2 separate regions of the Mus musculus genome follow, and region 1 is linked to region 2. A link is a contact called in public HiChIP or PLAC-seq data. All regions are on one chromosome and are shown on one strand. Each heading gives the region's core, a stretch centred on a gene start, on an enhancer-like site or on the middle of the called end of the contact. The rest is flanking DNA. Distances are from core to core; before and after follow the strand shown.

What was found. HiChIP or PLAC-seq counts read pairs in DNA pulled down with a chosen protein or histone mark.
Region 1: a contact with region 2 is called in an H3K27ac HiChIP or PLAC-seq map of bone marrow-derived dendritic cells, with 5 times the contacts expected there. The contact joins two enhancer-like sites. A contact is called at or near these places in 1 of 15 datasets of contacts at CTCF or cohesin (large pre-B cells), 9 of 484 Hi-C or Micro-C datasets (bone marrow-derived dendritic cells, bone marrow-derived macrophages, embryonic fibroblasts and 5 more) and 9 of 115 datasets of contacts at active chromatin or transcription factors (the HPC-7 cell line, T-cell acute lymphoblastic leukemia, bone marrow-derived dendritic cells and 6 more).

Annotation. Positions count from the first base shown.
Region 1 is chr7:145,092,128-145,097,759 of GRCm38.p6, forward strand. No RefSeq gene overlaps it. Among named protein-coding and RNA genes, the nearest start is that of Gm46023, 26 kb to the left of the region's middle. Within about 2 kb of position 3,029, at least 14 of the 459 cell types and tissues checked have an H3K27ac peak or open chromatin away from gene starts, as enhancers often do. A contact at or near this core is called in bone marrow-derived dendritic cells, where this site is marked.
Region 2 is chr7:144,988,586-144,994,140 of GRCm38.p6, forward strand. No RefSeq gene overlaps it. Among named protein-coding and RNA genes, the nearest start is that of Ccnd1, 52 kb to the left of the region's middle. Within about 2 kb of position 2,271, at least 17 of the 459 cell types and tissues checked have an H3K27ac peak or open chromatin away from gene starts, as enhancers often do. A contact at or near this core is called in bone marrow-derived dendritic cells, where this site is marked.

The DNA.
Region 1 (5,632 bases), core at 1,779-4,278, 100 kb after region 2:
AAGCAAGGTAGATGGCATCTTAGGGAAGAGCACCTACTGCTGCCCTTCATCTCCATATGCATACATGTACAAGTGTGTGAGTGTACGCATCCATGAATGTGCCCATAAACAGACAGGCAGACACCTGTCATATGACCCGATTCTTCTACCCCTGGCTTCTCAGAGAAATAAAAACCATTACACAAAGATTTAGACATGAATGCTCACTGTAGCCTTGTGAGTGGTAAGCATGTTGTCAAACTACCCAAGTGCTAAGCAGCAGCAGGGGGTGGGGATTGTCTGCCCATAGAAACAGGGGTACCACAAGCACTACTACTCCTTTAAGATTCTTGAAAGCTACAGTGTATGAAAAAGGCAGGTCCAAAGGGCATTTTACCAAATTGCAGGAAGTGTTCAATCTGGTATGAAAGAAAGCAGACCAGAAAGGCCCAACCACGATGAGGCTGTGAGTGGGGCCAGGAAGGGGTATGGGGACAGAATGACCTCGTAGACTCAGGACTCTCCTACACTCACACCTGGCCAAGTCACAGAGCTGTGAGCTCAGCAGGTGCGAGAACCATTCTACAGCATAACACCTCAATAAAATCAGATTAAACATTCACCTGGATTCCCTGAAAGCCATATTTTCATTACAAAGTAAATCAACATTAAAATGGATGTCTAGGTTGGTTGTGGTAGTGCATGCCTGCAAGACAAGAGGATTCCAAGTTCAAGGCTAGCCCAGGCTGCATCAGATAATCCTACCTCACAAAAGCCCAGAACTTGGAGGGGTGCTTCGATTCAGAAGGCCACTAGTATGTGCAAGACCCAAGGTCCACAGCAGCACTGTACAGTTGATAGGTAAATATAAACAGTGTGTCTGGTCATGTGAGCCTTGTCCCCTGCCCTGCTCCCTGGATGGACCTGTCCATTATTCCTGTTGCTCTGGGACAAACGCCCCTTTCTGGTCCCTCTACCTTCATTTCTTCCAACCTCATCCATTCCTGAACCTTCTCATGAACGTGAGAGGAAGGAGAGGAATTCCCAATGTAGCCCCACAGCCTGGGGGCTTCAACAGGTGACACCCCCCCAACCCTGTATCCTGGAAGGTTGAAGTCCAAAATGGAGATGTCACAAGTCTGACTAAGACCTCCGTCCTTGGCTTGGAGACGGTATCTTCTCCTGGCATACTCACGTGGCCATTTTCTGTGTGACCACATCCTGATATAACTTCTTAAAATGATTCCAGTTAGACTAGATCAAGGCCTGTCCTATTGGCCTCCTATGTCATCCTGGTCAGCTCTTCTCTGTCTCTATGTCCAAATATAGTCTCTCCCAAGGCTCTGGTATCAGAACTGTCATGTGTAAAAAGGGTCACAATTCAGTCCCAATACATACTCTTCTAGGTCTCTCCCTCCTGCTTCCCTGAGGCCTTTAGCACAAAGCCCTTCTATGGTCCCCAGCCCAGTCAGCCCTTAGGAGAATTCTGGACACCCAGCTCTGGCACAAGGCCTGGTGGCTGCTAGCTTGCCTGCTGATCGGAGTTGTGGGGGAAGACCCAGGATGTTCCAAATACATGCTGATAAATACTGAGGGTTAACAAACAAAAACAAACCAGCCTCTGCTCCTTCCTGGGTGGCATAGGGCACTGGGACCCTTCACCTGGACTGCATTGCTTGGCCACTAGCCCAGGGAGCTTTAACTGAAAATATCTGGCCAAAGAGGCCCCTCAGAAAGCCCCAAATTGCTGTTTGTACCTCCCTGGGCTGGAACCAGATCACAGACTCTGCTGAGGGATGGAGCAAGACTGGCTGGCAAGAGGCCCCTGCCTGGCAGCGGGCTGCATTCCTGGGGTCTTGGAGATGTGTGCTGGCACTTCCTGAACCCTCCCAAGACCTCAGGGCATCTCTCTCAGCCCATCCCCTCTGGTGTGCAAGGATGCTGAATGCTGGGTGATGGGCTCAGGGAAGCAGGATAAGTGACTTCGGCCTGCCACTCTACCTCACAGCACAATGTCTTTGCTTCTTCTGACTCGGCTGTGACACAGGACAAGAGGCCGTAGATGCCATGGATTTCTGGGGAACTTGCTGGAGGTTGCCAGATGTCCCTGGGTGTGAGCCCCACTCACAAATAATAGGCAAGACACCTGTGACTTAGAGCTTAGGGGACCAGGATGGGGTGTGGTTTTCAGAACAGAGCTGCTGTGAAGGGATGCTGGCAAATGGCCAGGACCTGCCCTGGTCTGCCTCTCTGTGTCATGTTGCATCGTACATAAAGCACCAAGATCTCAATCTCCAAGGCTCGTGGTGCAAGGTGTGCAGTAAAGAGACCTCCATGAGCCCGGTAGAGGCTGCTGCATGCAGACGGGATCCCAGGGAGCATCATTGTAAGCACCCCACTGGCTCTGAACTAACTCACGGGTACCCTGGGAGAAACAGTACAGCAACCAAGTGAGCCATTGTGTGTACAGGGCACAGGAGTGGGGTTGGCCGCCCTAGAGCAGAGCCTAGGATCTTGCTGTCTCTCACCGGATTGAAGTACTTTGCTCTTACATTCCTGTAGCTTCAGATGATCACAGACTGGGTGGCCTTGGATAAAAGACTTGACCCTTTGGGGGTTTCAGACAGAAAGCCAGAGTCATGGTGTGGTATGCCATGCTCCCTTGGGAGGCTCCATAGCAATCCTTCTGCCTCTTTAAGCTCTTAGGCACTCCAGACAGACCTGATTGGGAGCAGTGTCACCCTGGACCCTGTGTCATCTGACATCCCCTCTACTGTATGTAAGCCCCTCTGCTTCTCTCATAAAGGTAGTTAGTTGCTGGAGGACTGGAGCCTACATGGTGAGTTCAGCAACCTTACCTCTAGATCCTTCACCTAACCACATCTGCAAAAACATGATTTTCCACTCAAAGTCTCATCCATAGGTTCTGAGGTTCAGACACAGTCATACCCTTCGGGAGTCACCCTAAAGTTGAGTATACCCTATATATGAGAAGGTGGGCAGGGAAGTGAAGGAGAGGAACAAAGCAGGAGCTATGAGCTCTGGTCTGACTTGGGGTTCCCCATCTGTACGACCTGGGGTCACTGGAAGATACCAAGGGAACCTCCACACACTGGAGGGGGACCTAGAAACTTTCCAGGAGGCAAACCAAAGCAGAAGTCCTGAAAGATGCCAGGGCCTGGCACAGTCCCTGTTGGCCAGGGCTTACCTGGCTGCCATGTGGTACCCGGCACTTCCCATGAGCTAAACCAGTGTAAGACTCATGGCACCTGAAGCTGGGACAGGACGCTTGGCTCCTCGAGCCTCAGGTTTACTCTGTGACACGGGGTGTAGTGGACAAGGCACAGAGCTGCAACGAAGCATGACAGTGATCAGCCTTGAGCTCTTCCTCACACGGGTATGGGAATTCTGGCCTACAGAAAAGCCCAAGCGCCTTCAGCTCCTGTTCCCAGGACCTGAGAGTTGGTGCATGACTCCTAAAACATGTGCTCTCTCTATGTCATGGAATGTTGAGCCATCTCTGTGTTTGCAAATAAATAACTAAACAATAAATAACTAAACAATTAAAAGATGGTGTTGGAGCAGCCCCTTGGCCCAGAGGACAGCATAGGCTGGGGAAGCCTGTGATTTGGATGTGCTACTTTCAGTGCAACAAAGCTGCTTGAAAATGAAGAGGAAGGTTAGCAAGATGGCTTAGCAGTTAAGTGTGAGGATCTGAGTTCAGATCCCCCAAACCTGATGTGAATGCTGGTCAAAAGAGTCTGCTTGCATGAATGAGATGGAAGGACGATGGAGGATGACTCCCTACCTCATTCTCAGGCTTCCACATGCATGCCCATGGACATATAAGCATGCACACATGTGCACACGTGCACACACACACACACACACACACACACACACACACACACGGGAAAAGTAAAGATTAAAAAAATAAAAACTTGAAAAGGCAAAAAAAAAAACAAAAAACAAAAAAACAAACAACCTTCTCTTCAAAAGAGAGATAGCTACAGATGATCTTGATAAAACCCAGATCACCATGGCACTGAGATGCATGCAGTCTCTTGCTGTGGTGCTCATACTGGTGCCGCCTGGGTCCTTTGCATAGAGACAAGCCTCTTCCTCCAGGAGGGCAGCTTTTGACCTTTTGGGTTATGCTCTCCCTCTTAAAGCCACAGGGACAAGGAGAGATGGAGGATGGAAAGACACCATGGGGAGTCTATCTAACCCCATGTGGAGGCTGGGCTGGCTACACCTGTTCCCTGAACCAGCTAGGTCTCCTCTGTTTAATCAGGGTGAACTGGCTGAGGCCTCACATGCCTTGGTTTTTCAAAGGAGCCAAAGGCTCTATAGCCACTGGTTGGACTGACACAGGCCTAAGAAACCAGCAGCATAGTGGCTGGGGTTTTTCCTGAGGTAGTCTACTGTTGTCCCCATGTACAGCATGGGGAGGGGGATATATGGATCAGGGTGACAGGAATTCCAGTTCCTCAGAGCCACATGCTGGGCATGACACTCCCTGCCTTGTGCCTCAGTTTCCTCTTTTGCAGCAAGGGACGGGAAGGTGTAGCCTCCAGTATCTCCCAATACTTCTTCCCAGTCTCCCCAGGTGGTCACAGAAGAGCCAGCTCGTGGGAATGGGTTCTGGTTCCCCTTCTTTCCAGGACATGGGGGACCTGGGGCCAGAGTGTGCTGCCAGCCCTTGGGAGCTACAGGCTAAGCCTGAGGGTGTCAGACTGGGCTCTGCTAGGCAAACACTTTCCCAGAAGCCAGTGTGGGAGGCAGCCTGGAAGCAAATGTCCTAGAAGTAGGCACAGGACGTGCCAGAGGTGACACAGCCCTTGGGGGACATGCCCCGGAAGGTAGGGCAGTGGGTGACCCACTGTCCTGGTTTTCCCAAGCAATAGTTCCCACCATGGGGACTTTCAATGACAAAACCAATCAGGAAAGTCCCTGGCAAGCCACATGGCTGGCCACCTTAACGAAGCCACCTGCCTTTCCTCAGCTGCCTCCCATCTCCATTTCTTCTTTTTCAAAGATTGTGTGTGTGTGTGTGTGTGTGTGTGTGTGTGTGTGTGTGTGTGTGTGTAGGTATCTTCAGAGTCCAGAAGGAGGCATCAGATCTTCTGCATCAGGAGTTACAGGTGGTTGTGAACCACTGAAGGTCAATGTTGAGAACTGAACTCGGGTCATCTACAAAAGCAGCAAGTAGTTTTACAGCTGGGCCATCCCTCCAGCCTCCTGATTTCTTTAGAAATACATAAAATCTGTGTTGTCACCAATATGGGCCTTGTCACCATCTACCCAGGTGGCTCACAATGTCTCAGAGAGCATGAAAATGCAGAGCTCGTATAATGTCTGTAGTCCTTGCCTCCGTGATAGCCACCCCCCTACACACACACACACACACACACACACACACACACACACACACACACACACAGTGCAGCAAGTCACCTGTGCACAATGTCAAAAATAAGTACAGTGTTTCTTCTCTGATCATTCTCAAATTTGAATGTGTCACAACTCTGAGGTATTCCTGGCACAGTTCTCCTGGGTTGTATCTCATAACAGGAAGTAGGGAATGGCCTACAGATACAGCTTGGGGCACATCAAGCTATGGGCAACACGGAAGCAGCCACCACACTCATCC
Region 2 (5,555 bases), core at 1,021-3,520:
CCCTGCTAGTGAGAGAAAGACCTCCTTTTGCTTGTTGGTTTATTTGCTTGTTTGTTTTGGAGTCAGGATCTCATGTAGCCCAGGCTGGCCTTAGTTTCTGAACCTCCTGCCTCCACTTCTCCACATCTGAGATGCCAGACTGTGTGCCATGACAGCCAGCTGTCTTTGCTTACCTTGTCTCTTGTTTATTTATTTTCAACTCCAACATCATCCCATTAGGGAGGCACCCAGAGGAAAACAGAAAAACAAGTGAATCTGATATGAGGTTCTTTCAAGTGGGCTCCTGGTTGCTGTGGCCTCAGGAGAGGCTGCTTTCTGATCTGCTTCCAGCCTGTGGGTGCCTCTGGGTCTGTGCAGAGCATTTTCAAAGATCCTATCCCTTCCCAGCACAGCCACCTCATCCTCACCACATCAGGAGAAGACTGCCTGGGCTTCAAAGTTCCAGCCCCACTCTGAAATTGGAAACATGTGCAGTTTGCAAAGTATCAATTTAACAGCTTGTTGGGTTTGCCTGGCTGACTGGTGGCTGCTGAGTGGGCTGCTCAGGAATGTTTCCTGGACCTACAATCATGATGTTCTAGGTTCGAGTCCCGGCCTTGGTGCTAGCAAGCTGTATATGTTAATTGCTTTTCTTGCTGCTTTAACAAAACACTGGGCAAAGGCAACTCGAGAAAGGAAGGATTTATCTTGGTTCAGTCTAAGGGTAATCCATCACAGTGGGAAGGCAGAAAGGCAGGAGGCTGAGGCGGTTGGTCCCTTCCCATCCACAGTCAGGAAGCTGAGAGAGATGAGCATGGGTGCTCGGCTTGCTCTCTCTTTTTTATTCCAGCTGGGATTCTGCCTCATGGCATGGTGCCGGCCACATGGGGTGAGGTGTTTCTACTTCAGTTAACCTAGATTCATCCTCACAGACATGCCCAGTAGTTTCTAGACTCTGTCAGGTTCACAGTACACATTAACTATCACACAGGGTAAGTTCAAACAAGTCCTGGCCCTCGCTAAGCTCAGCAGCAGTCTCAGAAAGACACCTGGGAGCCAGTGATGGGGATGCTGAGAAGGTCAGAGCTGGAGGCAGTGGGTGAAGGTCTCACTGTATGGCACCAAGCCAACTCTGGGGCCAAGAAGAGGACTGGAAAGCAGATCTTGTGGTGTGGGAGTGACTGCTCATCAGTTACCAGAGACAGAAACACTGACTCTGAGTGGCTCTCAGCTGGACAGCCTGAGGTAGATGGTCTACAAGGCTCTGGCTTGAAATCTACCAGCTTTCTTATACTTCTGGCCCCTTTGTGTTGGCACTGTCACTGGGATGAATGGCCTCGTGGAAACAAAGCGACTGCAGGAGTTCCAGGCATTGCATCACACTCCACACAGCTCACCAGCCAGAGAAAGGAGCTCTTAACTGAAGACTTGAACCTCATTGCTGGTTGACCACCATGAGAGATTTTATCATAACTGGCTTCCACCAAATCATAGCTCATCTCTGGAACAAGGGCTGAATGACAGGTCCTCTGTTCTCATAGCAGGCTCCTAGGGTGGACCAGGACTCCTTTGAGGCTCAGGAAGCTGAGGCACAATGAAGCCAGGTGAGTCAGACCAGTTGCCAGGACTCCAGCTGGTCTGGGTATAAGTAGACCTTTGATTCCAAGGAGGCAGTGAGGCATGGAGGGTAGACTAGAATGTTCTAGAATCAGGACTGTGAGTTATGCCAACCATGGAGTCCTTATAGATCATAGGCATCTTCTCATGGGAGATCAACAGGCCTCTATCTGGGGTTGTTGATCCCCCATAATAGAGTAGAGTGGAGTAGACTCTACTATGACTTTTGGAACCCAATTTAAAGAGGGGTGACTATAGCTTGGAAGTCCTTGTGAATAGAGAGACCACTGTGCCTCTCAGACCTTCCCACTGGAGGGACATAGCTGAAGGATGTCCCCAGGATCAACCAACAGAACATTTTGTCCATCAAGTCAGAGAGTGGGGCCTGGGAGGAGAGGCACAGCAGGGAGAACGACTGGCCCAGCTCCCTGCCCAGCCCCACAACAGGGGACTTGGTGACCTGAAGCATGAGGGACAGTCTATCTCAGCCCCATGCTGACTGGGCACCAAGGATCCCAGACAGTGAAGACAGCAGGTACAGAAGAAGTGAACTCCTATGGAAATGAAGTTAGCAAAAGAAAGAGGATTTGAAACAAGCAAACCATATACCATCTCCTAGTTTCATTTCTGTTACTGTGACAAAATACCCTGGAAAAAGCAACTCAAGGCATGAAGGGGCTGTTGCTCACACAATTCTAGGTTACAGTCCCATTATGGAAGTGAAGTCACTGAGGCAGGAGCTTGAGACATCTGGTCACATGATACCTATAGCCAAGAGCTGAAGGAACACCTCCATGTTACCTACTTCCCTCTACCTTCCTCATGCTCTGTACAGTTTGGAACTCTGCCTAAGGAATGGAGCCACCGCAAGTGGGCTAATTTTTCTCATATCAACCAACAGTCAAAATAGTTTCTCATAGAAATGCCTATAGGCCAACTTGATCTAGATAATCCCTCATTGAGATTTTCTTCCCAGATTATTTTAGGTTGTGGCAAATAGGCTTTTAAAACTAACCACGGTGTGTATACAAACACACATGCATACACATGCCTGCAAGCCCACACACACATGCACATGCATTCATATGTGCACACAGATCTATTCTCATGACATCCCAGAGGCATTGTCTGGGTTAATTCTAACAGACAGAGATGAAACCTAGGGCTCCAAGCCACAGTTTACAGTTGAAGGATTTCCCCAGAATCCAGAAGCAAAGGAGCAGAAGACATGGTCACTTGTTTTAGTGCCTCCTACAGAGTGTGCAAGAAGGTTAGATGAACAAACAGAATGCAGGCACAGGGGAGGAAGACCACGGCAGAGTTGAAAATGCAGGGTTGTGATCACACAGGATGTTAGTAATCTTGATGGACGGCTTGATAGGACTGAGATAGCTTAGGATACAGTGGGCATGGACAAGTGGGTACATCTCTTACTGTGTCTGAGGGTTTATCTTCACCCGTGCTGAGTTCTAATCTGACTGCTTTATTAGGAGGTGAGGGCAGATGGCAGAAGCTACTCAGATGTAGATATTGCTTAAGTCTCCTGGGTTTGATCTCTAAACTCCAGTCTTTTAGACGGCCCCAGGGAGTTTACCTGTGAATGATGTCGTATGGTGTTTAGAATGATCAATGCCCACCAAAGGCTCTGACATTTGAATACCTGGTCCCTGGTTGGCAGCTTTTTGGAGAGGCTTGAGAGGTGTGGACTTACAGGAAGAAGTGTGTCACTGGGGGTAGTGTGTCACTAGGGGCAGTGTGTCACTGAGGGAAGTGTGTCACTGGGGGAAGTGTGTCACTAGGGGCAGACTTTGAGGTTTCAGTCAGTCACCATTCCCAGTTCACACTCTCTCTCTACTTTCACTCTCTCTTTCTACTTTCTTCTCACAGTTTGACAAGTGAGCTCAGCTGTTCCATCTGTCATGACTGCCACCTGCTGCCATGCTGTGTCATTATTATGGGCCCCAAACCCTGAAACCATAAGCCCAAGTAAACTCTTCTTTCCATGAGTTGCTTTAGTAGTGGTTTTTGTATAGCAATAGAAAAGCAACTAATTCTGTCAGCTAAGTTTTCTAATTAGTGACAAGTGCAGAGGTTTTCATGGCCATGTATGTGACCCTGGCTCCTTCCCCCAGTAGGTACAAGTGGGTATCCCCTCTCCAGCAGCTGCAGCTGCCAACATGCGGGGGGGGGGCACCTGTAAGGGCTACTTGGATGGCAAGTGATATTTCAGGTTATAAAGTGGAACCCTGTTTGTGTGTGCTGCTGCACTTGGGGATGCTGGGCCAGGCCTAGGAGGCAGTGGCTACATGGACAGCGGGAGAGCCTCTCTGCTGGGTGGGTCATCATGCTTTGGCAGTTCTCGGACCACTCAGATGTAATGGTAGTCTTTCTCATTGGCAGAATGAACTACACTCTGGAAAAGTCCCCGGGTTCCGGTGCTTTCCAAATTCGTAGGGGATTTTGGAATGCACGGGAATCAGGCCCATCTTGGCTCAATACCATGTCCAGCAGCCAGGGTTGAGTGTTCTTTGGGTCAATGGATATGTGTACCAATCTGTACCTCTCTTGCACATAGAGGAAGATCCTGGAGCCCTGGCTTTGCTGGGTGATCAGGAATCCCCTTATTTATTTGGTTGAGGACATGACTCAAGTAGGGCCTAGGGTCTTCCACACCCCTCAAATCTAATGCATGCACCTAATGCTTATAACTATACACTCCTCCTTGCCTGTGTGTATCTTTGTATGTATGTTTATACCTGTGCATGCATAGTCAGAGGTCAGTCTCGGGTGTCTTCCTCATTTTCTGAGACCAGGTCTCTCTCGGATCCTAGGTCTCACCTATTCAGTTTGACTCTCTGCACAGTGAGCCCCAGGAACCCACTTACCTCCGACTCCCCAGCAATGGGATAGCAGGTGCACATTGCTCTGCCTGCCTTTCATGTGGGTGTTGGGCATCCAAATTCGGGACCTCATGCTTGTGTAGGAATCAATTACCAACTAAGCCCCTCCCCAGCTCAATGCCCTCCTTCTCCATCCATTTCCTCTTGCTTATCTTTATTCTTTCAGTCACCCTTTCACTCACTACTCAAGGGCTCACAGTGTGCATGCTGCTCTTCTGGCTAGGGCGTGTGGGATTTCTAGGTTTTGATGAAGGTGTGACTCAGAGGCGAGGGGAACCATAGGCTGCTGCCCAGATGGAACAGAGTGGGCCTGGGCCTCCTCTAGCTATGTCTGCATTAGTACCACCTAGATGGCATCTTGGGACTGAGACTCCAAGCCTGCATGGGGAGTTTCATTTGGCCTGGGGCCTCAATTGCCTCTGCCCAGTCAAAGCAGCCTGCCTGTTATGAAGCTGTTCCAACCTCATTGTTCTGTGGGGAAAGATGGCTGCCCCATGGTCTCCCTTCTGGGACAGTTGCTATCTAGAGGCAGGGTCTAGCCTCTGGAGTTGGGATCCTCGTCATCTATGGGATGGCCCTCCTCTGAAGCTCTGCCCCGCAGTCTGGTTGGCTGGCACTGTTCTACAGTGTGTAGTGGGGCCTGCACAATAGCTTCCCTCTCTCGTTGCCAGCCTGGCCTGTGAACAGGGCTCTGTTGATGCCTGGCTGCTCTCACTCCCAAAGAATTCAAAAAATGGTCCCATGTGTGAATGTGCATCCTGAGACTGTTGGGCAACTGCCTAGAGTGGGGTCTTGGAAGGCAGAGAGTGCCACCGCTGGTCACTGGGCTGTCACATTCATAGGAATCTGGACTGGGCTTGATGATGGTGGTGGCAAGAGTCAAGGGGATGTGAAGAAAACTCAGGCCATTAGCTCCCTGATGGCTGCCTGACATCATGATTGGTTGGACAGAGATGCTACCCTACCAGGCCAAGTAGATCGTCTCCCTAAGCCTCACTATGGAAGCAGAGTCAGGAGGGCTCCTGTACAGCACATTTTATTTTTTTTCAAAGATCTTGG